Regions from separate parts of the Danio rerio genome. Here regions 2 and 3 are each linked to region 1. A link is a contact called in public Hi-C and HiChIP or PLAC-seq data. All regions are on one chromosome and are shown on one strand. The core of a region is the stretch at or near the end of the contact, and the rest is flanking DNA. Distances in the headings are between cores, read along the strand shown. Region 1 holds the start of traf2a (Tnf receptor-associated factor 2a). Region 2 holds the start of b3galt8 (beta-1,3-galactosyltransferase 8). Region 3 overlaps tncb (tenascin Cb).

Evidence for each region. A called contact is a pair of places that touch in the nucleus more often than the background predicts. HiChIP or PLAC-seq counts read pairs in DNA pulled down with a chosen protein or histone mark.
Region 2: a contact with region 1 is called in a Hi-C map of hematopoietic stem cells, with 3 times the contacts expected there. The contact joins the promoter of b3galt8 here to the promoter of traf2a in region 1. A contact is called at or near these places in 6 of 18 Hi-C or Micro-C datasets (caudal fin, embryo, fibroblasts and 3 more) and 3 of 4 datasets of contacts at active chromatin or transcription factors (caudal fin, embryo and gastrula embryo).
Region 3: an H3K4me3 HiChIP or PLAC-seq map of embryo shows a contact between it and region 1, with 7 times the contacts expected there. The contact joins the enhancer-like site here to the promoter of traf2a in region 1. A contact is called at or near these places in 5 of 18 Hi-C or Micro-C datasets (embryo, fibroblasts, skeletal muscle and 1 more) and 2 of 4 datasets of contacts at active chromatin or transcription factors (caudal fin and embryo).

The regions. Positions count from the first base shown.
Region 1 is chr5:29,381,574-29,385,959 of GRCz12tu, reverse strand. It overlaps traf2a (Tnf receptor-associated factor 2a), which reads left to right and starts at 2,352. Exons shown (of 12, transcript XR_012406884.1): 1 at 2,352-2,566; 2 at 2,829-3,079; 3 at 3,393-3,471. trafd1 (TRAF-type zinc finger domain containing 1) reads right to left here and starts at 233. Exons shown (of 11, transcript NM_001089515.1): 1 at 1-233.
Region 2 is chr5:29,171,456-29,175,841 of GRCz12tu, reverse strand. b3galt8 (beta-1,3-galactosyltransferase 8) reads left to right here and starts at 1,768. Exons shown (of 1, transcript XM_068221440.1): 1 at 1,768-4,386. The coding sequence starts at 1,834. The coding sequence ends at 2,811.
Region 3 is chr5:29,191,837-29,196,222 of GRCz12tu, reverse strand. The region is part of intron 11 of tncb (tenascin Cb); the gene reads left to right. Among named protein-coding and RNA genes, the nearest start is that of b3galt8, 20 kb to the right of the region's middle. Within about 2 kb of position 1,887, at least 21 of the 62 cell types and tissues checked have an H3K27ac peak or open chromatin away from gene starts, as enhancers often do.

The DNA of each region.
Region 1 (4,386 bases), core at 1,103-3,602:
GGGCTGCCATAGCGAAAAGTGTCCATTGCTGGTGAGCTGTAACGCTCCAGTAGCGCTTGGTCATATGACTCGAGTCATTAGACACTGTATATCTACACAGAAAATAGTAATATACTAATAGCGACCAGAGGTAGATCTGTGTAGAGTACCGCTGTTCAGCTTTCGTTTCATGACACAGTAATGTACACTATCAGCAATAGGCGGTCTCCGCGAAAACAGCAACACTGACAGATGGTGACGGAGATATTGTTATGGATATTTTCAAAATAAAAGGGGAAGATGCTCCGACAAAACATCGCAAATAATCATGAATCAACAATAAGGTTAAGTGGCTCTGTGGTGTGGCAAAATATGATGCATGTGTATTTGTCGAATTATTTTTCATTTCTAGATGTGTCCAATTAAAAAGAATTATAGATTACAAAAATATGTTTATATAATGCATTTATTTAAAGTACAATTCGTGATTTTTATTAAAAAATGCCAAATTTGCAAGCAACCATTTGAATAAGAGCAATACAGCACCGTACTGTTTTTGTTTGTTCAATTAAAATAGTTTAACCTTTACTAATGCATTATTAAAATCCAAATGTATGCTTGTTAGCATTAGTTAATGCAATGTGAGTTACCATGATCTAACAATAAACAACTTTATTTCCATTAACTAATGTTAACAAAAATGAATATATACTGTAATAAATGTACTGTTCATTGTTTGTGTTAGTAAATACTATAGTTAACTAATACAACCTTAACCAAAAAGTGAGTCCAAACTGCTATAGCCATTGACATTCATGGTATGAGAAAAATATGGATATCAGTGGTTTCCCCAAAAGCAAGTTCATATTATAAATATTTCATTTACAACACTAATCGAAAATTCATTCAATTTTACCCTTTGAATAGATTTTTTTTTTAGTTGCACCAATAATAAATCAGGGCACTCTAGTATCCGGCAATACTTTGTAATAAAGTACATTCTTAACTGTTTTTTTTTTTTTTTTTTTTTCTGGAAAACCATTGTCGGAATGTTTTGTTTAATAAGGAACACAAAAACAGAAAAAAAAAAAAATTATATATATATATATATATATATATATATATATATATATATATATATATATATATATATATATATATATAAATTCTACTCGGAGTGAACTGAATGGATTTTTTGTTGAACATAGAAAAAGATATTATGGAAAAAGAAGCTATGACAAATCTTTTATTTTTGGGTGAACTATTCCTTTAAGATGGATACATTGTGTCCTGTGAATTGATATATTTAATGCACCTCATGCTTTATTTTCCCAGTTGTGCATATTTCTTTATGACTAATTTTTCAAAAACTATAAGCAGCCTTGTGTCACAATGTGTGCTTTAAATTTAGATTAGTTTGTGCATCAAAGTGGCTTTTTTAAAATAAAAAATAAATATAAGAAAAGAGCATACTGCAGCTAATAAAATGTGACATAATTTATAATAATATTTAATATGAATATTTAGCAGTCCTGATATGGCTTTTGATACTTGTATCACAGGAGGATAAAAATGCTTATTTTAAGCATTTTAAATACAAAATACTGTTTTAAGGGCAATACGGTACGGTGGCTCAGTGGTTAGCACTGTTGCCTCACTGCAAGAAGGTTGCTGGTTTGAGTCCCGGCAGGGGCAGTTGGTATTTCTGTGTAGAGTTTGTATGTTCTTCCCGTGTTCGTGTGGGTTTTCTCCAGATGCTCCAGATTCCCCCAAAGTCCAAAGACTTGGGCTACAGGTAAATTGAATAAACTAAATTGGTGGTAGTATGTGCATGAATGTGTTTGGATGTTTCCCAGTGCTGAGTTGCAGCTGGAAGGGTATCCGCTGTGTAAAACATATGCTGGATAAGTTGACGGTTCATTCCGCTATGGTGACCCCTGATGAATAAAGGGACTAAGCTGAAGTAAAATTAATGAATGCAGTTTTAATAACAAATTACTTATGTTTAATTTTTTTCCACACAGAGAAATGAAAGAAACAGGGAAAGCGTCATTATAATATTTGCTTAGTGTTATAAACGTATTATAATGCATATTAAATCATAAATATTAAAAGTGTTAAAACTGTTCCAAATAAAATGTCAAAATATAGGTCATATCAAATCAGTTGCTTAAGTTAAACAGGCCACCTCCTATTGTATGTAAAAATAAAGTTGCATTACACTTTTTGTGGTTGGAAAACCCCTTGTGTTTTGGACTCAAATCTTTAACACAGCCAGGAGACTTTTATTTTGTGTTTTAACATGTTGAAGTGTCTTGCTTCACAAAGCAGTTATGTTGTCGTCATGATTATCAGCAGCAACAGCCCCCTCTAGTGGATGGACGCTACAATCCATGAAAAGCTGGCAAAAACACGACGCCTGTCGTTACGTTACTCACATTTCGGAGCTAAACTATAAATAATATTGACAATAATAATAAATTATGGTCATACTTATGACTGCACACGACGAGAACGCTGAATGTATTTGATATAATGTTTCACAGCACTGCAGGAGGTTTTATAATTTTCGTTGGACAATAATATGGTAGGACATGTGGTGTTTTAAAACGTTATAATATTTATAAGTATTGCAATTAATAAGAGACCCCCAACAACAGCAAACGTACCACGCAGTTACAGTGAGACTTTTATTAAGACGGTCTTGCATTGTGTCCTGTGTCACGTCTGTCTGTCACGCCTGTGTAAACAGTTCACCTTATGTTTATTTAGACTCGTCTAACTACATATATTACGCTGGTCATAGTATGTAACACAATTTAAGAGCATGTGTTTGCAACCCCTTGTAGTGAAATGTGTAGAAAGATCCGCGTCTCTTCTCCGGAGCCTGGTCACATGCGCGCTCGGGAATAATGGCTGCACAGGAACCCTCACCACCATCTTCATTAGAAGGCAACAAACCTGGCTTTCCCAAGAAAATACTCGCCAACAAGCTGGAGGACAAGCATCTGTGCAATATCTGCCTGAAAATCCTTAGGAGACCGTTTCAGGCGCAGTGCGGACATCGTTTCTGTTCGTATTGTTTTAATAAAGCAGTGAGGTAAGCGGCATTCAGTCCTGATGGCCCACCTGACACGACAACTACAAAAGATGAACACGACCTGTCAGGCCTCCCGTGCCATTTTACAACATGTTTTATGGGTTATACGAGCAGTAAAACTATGTTTTATGTCGGGGAACATAAATAAATGCAGGCTGTCAGGTTGTGTTCGGCTTCTTGTTTAGCTGTAAACTACAATAGCCAGACTGTTGTCAGGATGAACACTTCTCTTATTGTATGTGTCTTTTGTATTTATTAGCGAGTTTGGCTTTTTGTGCTTGTCTATAATGAAAGCTCTTCTTTTCTCTCGCAGCTCCGGACCACAGAAATGCAGTGCCTGCATAAAAGAGGACATATTTGAAGAGCCAACATCAATTTTGAAACAGGGCTGTGTAAGTATTTGTTATATTACACAGTCAGATTTTAATTATAGTGCTGCTTATTATTGAAAGCAAATGCATTGAAATGCAGATGCAATTATAATTGAATATCAATAAATATTTCATTATAGTTTTTTAAAAAAATCTTCCTGTTACAAATGAGTAGTTTTATTGTTTTCATTATCAATAATATTGTTATTATTACTCTTATATCTTTTTTTAATATTGACGGTGGCGGCTAATATAAAGTTCCTTAACAATTCGAAAAAAAAAAAATGTTTTACCAAAAATACAAACAAACTTCTTTTCTTTACTTCTACACAGTAACTATTGCAACAATGTTTGCAGAAGTTGTGGCTTCTTTGGTTATTTTTGAGAAGTATAAAGACAAGTTTTATTTTTGTTTTACTTGAAGCACTATAAGAAATTTTAAATGTGATTATAAGCTTTAACGGACTTACCCTTCATTGTATGGGTAAAATGATTTTCATTAAATGCATAAAAGGTCTTAATATTTTTAACCATTAAAACAGTTAATTTCTTTTTAATAACTCTGATTTTGTAGCTATATGGATTGATTAGATAATGCAGCTTAATAGATCAATAATGAATTCTCTTGCTTTTGATAACTATTGAAGTTTTAATAATCATTCTGATTAAATAGAATAAAGTGTTCTGTTCTACAGCTATAGTGATAACACATAGGAGCATTGCAGTCTCTTTAAAAAAGTAAAAACAAAGACTTTATTCCAGATTGATATAGTCATTGACATCAAAATAGTTTGAAAATTGTGAAATCTTAAACATGTGAAACAATATTGAGTTTACCTAGCTATGATGCCTTCTGCTACTGAGAAACCTTGAAATGTGAAAAGGGTCTAAAGAATTAAGCAGATTTTTTATTTATTTATTTTTTTTTGGATCTTT
Region 2 (4,386 bases), core at 519-3,018, 210 kb after region 1:
TGGAAGGTCATCCACTGCATAAAACTTATGCTGGAGAAGTTGGTGATTCATTCCGCTGTGTGGGTCACCCTGATTAATAAAGGGATTAAGCTGAAAATAAAATAAATAAATGAATATAGTCTATATCTTTAAACTACACTGTAAAATCCTGGTTGCCTGAAATATTTCTGGATCAAATTAACCTTGTGAGTCCATAAACTGACTTAAAACAGCTTGCATGACTTCTAAAATTAAGTTAGAACATGATTAACTTTGTTATGTTCAACTGTTACCATGAACTAAAACCTATGCTGTCATGACTAATTTATCACACAAGTTATTTTTTACAGTGTATTAGTTATTTAAAAACTGGTTTTAGCTCACTATACTAGCTGCTATCCTCTATGGATTAGTCATGCTAAACATTATAGATCTAAATATTAACACTTTGCCTCACCCAGTAGTTCATGAAAAGACAAATCTTTGATACAATGTATCATATAATCTGTTACATTTTAACAAAAGCTGTTATATAGCTATTGCTGTTTTTAAGCTGTGGCAAATTTTATGTCATTCAAGTATAAGTGTGACCATGCAATCTGGTTGTCAAACTAAATAATATTATATAACAATTAAACACTAATTCATTCGCAGTAACCTGGTTGCCAGATAGAGGCGAAAAATAATAACTACTTTTTGTCGGATGACATCGTAAATATTTAAAATTGTCAATTTAAGACTGCGCTCTTCATTCTCCTTTTTGAATCTGCTTCCTCATGTACTACATTAACATTCGTGCTCGACGTCACGTCTGTTATGTTTATTGTTCATATTTGTAAAATACTTTGGATACAAACATCAAATAGTTTGTAAATGTAAATATTAGATGTAACTAACGGTAATGAAGTAAAACGAAAACTGCAATACATAATTAGAAATACTTACTGTGGTTTAATGGTGTTCAAACTAAAACAATGTATATTAAGACATTGATGATATACAGTATGACATGTCATTATTATCAGCAATGAGGGGTTGGCGGCGGCAGCGCACTCCATTGGCTTGCAGTTCATTCAAACGGATCTAGATCCTGAATGTAAGACAGTTTATCAAAATGACGGTCCCTGGCATGTTTGTTTAGTTTATTGCGGTACCACGCGCTCCCGATTTCCTTGTATTTCTCCAGCTTGACCATATATCACTCTTGCGTTATGTCTCTCAAGTTGTCTCGGGAAGCGATACCTCAAAAATGGCGCAGTTGTGACGTCACACACAACAAACGCACGTGACTGACAAAGACCGATTAGCCTCTAAACCTCAGCAGAGATGTTTTCCTCGTAACATCATGCGTTGCCAGATTGTGCGAGAAGAAATGCGTTTAAACAAGTAAATACATTTTTACCTGAGTTTCTAATAATGGTGCTGGTTTTGTGAACATTTTTATTATTATTAATAATAATAAAATGATTTGCTTAATCTTGCTACTGCTATTAAAGAAATGTATCTCCTCATTAAATCACACTTTCGCTTCTGTACACGGTATATCCCAATGAAATCTGGCAACTCTACATAAAACACTCCCCCGAGATACTGTAAATATTTCAAATAATTAATCTAGCTCAGCTTAGCTAGTTCATGTTGTAATGAAGTCCACAGATAAAAAATACAAAATGAAACTACTTTAAAAGTGGGATAGCAGTTGATTTACTAATTATTCGTTCACTTTTACAAAGGTTACGAGTCAAAACAAGTGTCAGGGGGGCTGGGCGTTGGGCGTTTCTGCCGAGCATACGACCGAGGTTGGTTTAGCGTGACACGGAACTCTTCTAACTTCCCTCAAGCTTGTATCTCGCCATGCGAAAACGATCGCGATTCAAACTTTTCACGTACCTTGCTTTAGCTGGGTTAATAACACTTGTTTTCTTCGCTTTTAACAGTTTAGTATTTGATCCGTCTGTTCCGGGAAATAGTCCTATCTCTAAAGAGCTATATAAAGTGATCTCACCTTCAACATACAGGTTTATACTGAACCAGCCAGAAGTGTGTGAGAAGAAAACTCCTTTCTTAATTCTGATGATCCCAGTTACCCTCAAAGACGCAGAGGCGAGGACTGCTATCAGGAGAACATGGGGTCAAGATGGCTTAGTTCCTGGTGTGAGTATTTTGCATTTGTTTGTCGTTGGTCAGCCTGCACGAAGTGACCCAGTATTGCAGGAACACCTTCAGAAGGAGAGCAAGGAACATGGAGATATTATTCAGATGGATTTTGTGGACAGCTACCAAAATCTGACAATCAAAACAATGATGATTATGAATTGGGTAGCAACTTATTGCCAGAGTGCTTGGTATGCCATGAAGATTGATGCTGATATCTTTCTTAATGTCCATTACTTGGTGGACTACCTGCATGGCCAGGGTGAATCAAGGAAAGACTACATCACTGGATCGGTCATTTCTGATGCAATTCCTCACAGGGACAGCATCAACAAATGGTACATCTCTGAGGACCTTTACCCAAAATCCTGGTATCCACCATACGTTTCTGGAGCTGCCTATGTTTTTTCCACTGACCTGGCTGGAAAAATATCATGGGCCTCAAGATTTGTGCAACCAATTCCACTTGAAGATGTCTATGTGGGGTTGTGTCTGGACGTGCTGGGTGTAAAACCAGTTTATGCAACACAGTTTTTAGGACTTCGAAATCTTTTTGAGGTGCGCAGACTTAAATATGAAAGATGCACTTTTGCCACACGCATTATAGTCAATGGTTTTAAGCCAAAGTATCTTATTCGAATCTGGCATGACTTTCAGAAGTCTCATTTTGCATGTTGAAAACAAATTAATTATATAATTACCAGTGCACTATAATTAAATAGAAAAAAATTAATTATAATAATTACCAGTGTTGGGAAAGGGCGAAGCAGTGGCGCAGTAGGTAGTGCTGTCGCCTCACAGCAAGAAGGTCGCTGGTTTGAACCGCGGCTTTGCATGCTCTCCCTGCGTTCGAGTGGGTTTCCTCCGGGTGCTCCGGTTTCCCCCACAGTCCAAAGACATGCTGCAGGTGAATTAGGTAGGCTAAATTGTCTGTAGTGTATGAGGGTGACTGGCCCAGACGACAGGCCGGCCGGAATGTGTAAAAAAAGTCGTTATCATATGGACAAGTCTAAATAGAGACTTGTTCCAAAGAGTCGACCCCGCAATCATACGGGACTAAGGCCAAAGAAGAAGAAGAATTACCAGTGTCGGGAAAAGTTACTTTTGAAAGAAATGCATTACAATATTGAGTTACCCCCCCCCCCCCCCCCCCAAAATAGCTAGTTGTGTTACTTTTGTTACTTTTTATTACCTGGCTTGATCTCTTTGAGAAATAAATGTTTACTACTTTTGTACTATTTGTCTTAAATAGAATCACTGTTCATTGAGACAATCCCCTTTTCCTTTTCTTTGATGCGTTCATTAATGAACACATTCTCATGGACTGCATTTTGACTACTTTAATTTTAATTCAGCAATGTATGTTTTTAAAAGCGGATTAAACTAAAAAGTAACTCATATATTATTACTTATTGTTTATAAGTAATGAGTTACTTCACTCATTACTTAGTAAAGTAATATCAAATCAAATCACTTTTATAGTCACATCATAAGCAGCACTTGTACTATAATGAGTGAAATGCTTAGGTGCTGGCTACAAACGGTGCAAAATACAGACAGTGCAAAATACAACAACAACATACTCCCAAAAAAACAAAACAATATACAATTGGCAATAAACATTATGTAACTTGCATTACTTGCAATGTGTTACCTCCAACACTGATAATAACACATAATAAACATAAATAGTCATTGTTATGCAAATAGAAATAGAGCATCTACTGGGTTAAAGTGGAGATTAGAAAAACTTTAGATAACAGAAACCCAGAAAGGCTTTTTTTCACAGAAGGTGAAAAGTCCTAATATGAATGACAGTCTCTTTTTATTGGCAGATTATTGGCTAAATAATGTGCCCTACTAAAGCTCCATTTGTTTAAACTAAATGCTTGTGCTCCTGTTTTTTTCTCTATGTGTGTGTATTAGAATATTAAGTAAAGATCATGTTCCATGACATATTTCATAAATGTCCTGCTGTAAACATATATTAAAGAAACTTTTTGATTATTTATATTCACTGCATACTTGTATCTCTGCCAAATATTGTCATATCATAACATATGCATCTGTGGAAAGCATATGTATTTGACTTTAATGTGAAGTATAACCACTGGTTTTGTGGTTAAGAGTCACATATACAGTATTCAACATTTGAAGTGAATCAAAAATGGTTTTCAAAAATTGTCCTAGGAAAAGAATGAATGCTGTTCAATAGTTTTAGGACAACTTTGATTAAAAGTGATACTTCACTTC
Region 3 (4,386 bases), core at 638-3,137, 190 kb after region 1:
TTCAAGCTAAAAAGAATTGGGACACCCCTGCACCTTCAAAGGAACACGCAAAACAAGGGGTAGGGCTAAGGGTAAGGGCTAGAATTGGGATCCAGTAGCTGTTGCCGCTTTCGCTTTTGCCATTCTTTGAACAGATTATTACTGGGCCTAATGTTAACCTAACATAATCATCCTTTCTCTATTGCACACAGAATATTTATGACCTGCTTTCTTTTGATTACAGTTACTTTTGTTGATATGATGTTACAATAACATTGCTTAAATAGGAAATAACCATTTATCTATGGTTACCTGATGATCTGGGACCTTTAGCCTGGACAAACTACTGTGTATAGTTTTAGATAAAAGAGAATAATTTTTTAAACTGTCAATTGTTTTTAAAAAAAAAAACATTTTTGTTGAATAAGAAGTGTATGTATATAGCTATATTTAGCTTGTTTTTAAACATTATTTAAAATTTGTGGCAAGAAAATAATTAGTTTAATGTGGCCAGAGGGGAAAAAAAAGGTAAATCCTTAGTGTTGAGTCATGTGAAATAAAAAAGGTTAAAATAAAATGGAGGCATGTTGACATTACACAAAATGTAAAAATTATCAATTTTAAGCATGACAGACAAATATATGCATATAAAAATATATTTTCCCAACAACAAAATTGTGGCTAGTGAAAATGGTGAGTGGCTAGTAACGTTGGAAAACTACTAGCCACAGTGGCTGTTGATCAAACAAGTTAATGTCAAGCCCTGAGTATATGAAATGCGTTAAATGTAATATATTAGAAGTAACAGCATTCAAAAAGACACATGATCTTCTAGGTATCACACCGTATCTATAAATAGCAGGAAGCAGCATTGCGGCTGATGTTACACGTTACATGACAACACCAACATCCAATCCTTGCTACAATATGTCTTTACTGTCTCCATACTGCAACACATATGCAAACTTGTAAAACATACAACACTTTATTAACACTTAAGAAGTTAAGATAACCCAATGCAGTCCACGGAACATGATTTCAGAAATATGCAAAGCACTGCAAACAAACCAACCCTCTTTCAAGTCAGCAGCTGTGAATATGTGAAATATCTGCACTCTTCCCATCTGCTGAATTACACGTTGAAGTATGCTGACATTCAGAGCACACCTGCACTGCATCATAATGCTTCCCCACACATTCACGTCCACATAATCACCGGCTCAGCCTGCAGGTGCGCCAAATGACCTCTGCCTGTCATCGCCGCTACATTTGTGTTTAACAGGCAAAACCGAGTTAGACTAATGATCCCTTTTTCATTCTAATTGACTGCGGCATTCACTTCGCATTGCTGGCGAGTCCATTTAAATCACTCGGTTTGTGGCATTTATCGTCTATACCAGCAAACCAGACAAGTTGTATTGTAGCAGGCATACATTTATTAGCCGCATACCAGAGTTTCGCCCCCTCCTCCGAGCGTCGGCCCGGGGTTTACTGCCATGGAAGTGATCCTGAGGAGTTTTTGTGGCTTCTTGTGAAGGATCTTTTCAGTATGCACGCCCCGTTTTCTGACCCTGCGCTACTTCTCATTCTTGTGCCTCACTTTCACACATTTTCTTGGCGTTTATCAGCCAGTGGCTGCAGGGGCCACAGTTGTAGCAGTCTCTCAAGTCTGCATGCAAATAGGCAGAGGAGAAGGGGAACCGATTGGATTTCTGCTAACCTCCTCTTTATCCACGCTACGTGACCCATGAACTCTCGCCTCGCTCTGTCCCGAGTGAAACAGGCTTTCAAAAATGTGCGATATTTACAAAAAACGTGCTTTCTTTCCCCCCGCTGTAGAGCGTTTAGCTGTGTCAACACTGATATCCCCCTCAGAGGTTTTAGCTGCAGAATTACTGCTTCCAGACCTTGTTCCTGTAGGTTAGCTGGCGCCTTTTCCACCTCCACAAACAGATGCCTCTTTGTCGAAGCGGAGAGACTTAGAAGGCAGTCAGATGAAAGTGATCCTTGGAGAGCACATGTTAGTACTCTTGAAACACTGCTGACACTCTTAAACAAGTGAACGGCGCTAATGAAGAGGGACAGCTCCACAGGATTTGTCCTCGCTGGTTTTCATTTGCAACACTTTTCCACATTCAGCAAATGTCTTTTCTGTTTCACATCATCCAGAGCTTTGGAGGAAGAAGAGGTTCAAGCTGGTCGAGGAGCTTTTCTTCTTCTCTTCTTTTGAAAGTTTAGTTTAGGACAACGGGCCTCTGTTTAGGCATTGTTGGCTTGGATCAATGCAGCATTGTCTTTTAAACATTTAAGTGTGATCTCATTGTTTGGTGTGATATCTTTATTGAGTTTCCATAATTTGTTCATGTGCCCTCTGTGTAGTTGATCCCAACACAGAGGCTGATCAAAATTTAATCAATTACAATTATTGTCTTTTTTTATTCAACAGGAAAAATCCCAAATTTAACTTGAAAATGTAAACAACAGCATGCATTTCTTCAGAAATATTGCATTCAGATGCTTGCATTTTTTTTCTCATAGTTTATTAAGTTTATATAGTTTAGTTAATGTTAAATTTCAGTTTTTCTCAATTGCTTTAATACAGTTCTCAGATCAGAATTAAAATTCTCAAAACTACTTGTTCAATTATCACATTATTGTAACACTTGTGCACATCAAAAAAGAAGTTTCATTTCTTTTAACAAGTTGCAAATGCTTGCGTACATCCATACAGCAATTTTCTGCTGTTTCCTACATTATCAGTTGCTTATGTCATGTTGATCAAAATGAATTGTAATGATTTCTGTCTGAATAGTCTCACCCCACAGCATTTAGGCGTTAGTTCATAGCATAAGCCTTTACATCCAGAGTACACTGTTATATTGACATGACAACATGGCAAAGTCATTTGACTGTCTTATCCATACACAATGACATAAAGGCTTGTAATTTCAATGACACTGACACATTCGTTGACACAGATATGTAGTTTTGAGAGATGAACTAAGGATTTTTAGCAAGAGACTGCCTTTTGCACGTAATCCATGGTATTTTGCTATTTGTACGCGTTGTTTTGAGAAATGCAATTATGTTTTTGTGTATTTCAATTCTGATCTGAAAAATGTACCAAAGCGACTGAGAAAAAAATGTAATACACAATGATTAATAATGATGTATTATTTTAATATATTCAATTAAATACATCAACAGCCTGGATTGTTAGTTGTCGCTGGTTCTGACTGTTCTGACCAGCCTTTAGAAATGAACAGTAACTATTTTAATTAGGTGTAGTTACCATAGTAAGGAAATATGCTCATTTTGTACATGATAGATAGGTAATGGTTATCAGCTGATAGATATGGGCCAGTAGGGGCCTTCTGCACCTACTAGTATCTACATGGTTAATCAGCTACAGATCACATACAGCTGCAGCCAGAAGTTAACAAGAATTATTTATATTATTTATTAAATTTCCCATTAATTGAATTTTATTAACAACCCCAACCCTAAACCCAATCCTCAGTAATGTAAAAACAAATCTGGATCTGGGGTCTTCTCTATTAGTATAGCTGATTAACCATGTGGATTGATGATAACAGCCTACTGGCCCATATCTATCACTGATAACGCCCATTCAATCGAGTGATAACATTCGAAGCAGGTGTAAATATGAAGAAACTAATTAGTTTGTCATGTTTTGTCAAGTAACCATAATTTTAAAATAAAAGTCCAAAAAAAACTACAACACATTTCTTAACATAACTTTAAAATAAAAGAAGCCCAAAGTCAAAAATATTTTTAAAGTCATGTTAGAAAATTTTAACATTGAATAAAGAGCAAAACCTTGATTAGGACAAAAAACTTTTCACACTTACGACTAGGACATAGTTAATCGACTGAATTTATGTCATTATAATGTAAATTAAATTAATTAAAGTGTGGGTAAGGATAGTATCTTGATACATAAGAAAGAACATGAAGACAAATCCACAATGTATTAAACTTAGACCATATTCTGGCAGAAACAAGACTATTGTTAAAAAACAATGCAGCACTTATGTGGTCAAGACATCCGAATCCTTTATTTTCCCCCCGTTTTACATATCCACACCACAGCAATTGTTTCTCTAGAGATATCCCTCTCAGAATTCATATCAGTCATTGTCACCGGTCTTCCTGCAAGTTCAGCAAAAAAGAGATAAAAATGCATTTTCAGGATGAGCCCTTCTGTCAATGTGATTATAATGGATATGTCATTGTCCTGGAACGACTCTGTCTTGAACTCTACGTGACTGCTATTATATGGCGATACAATTATGATGGCGCAACCTAATATAATGGTGGAAAATTCATCAATGTCAATTTTTTTTTCTACTAACCAACAGATCTCATTCCATATTCTAATCCAAA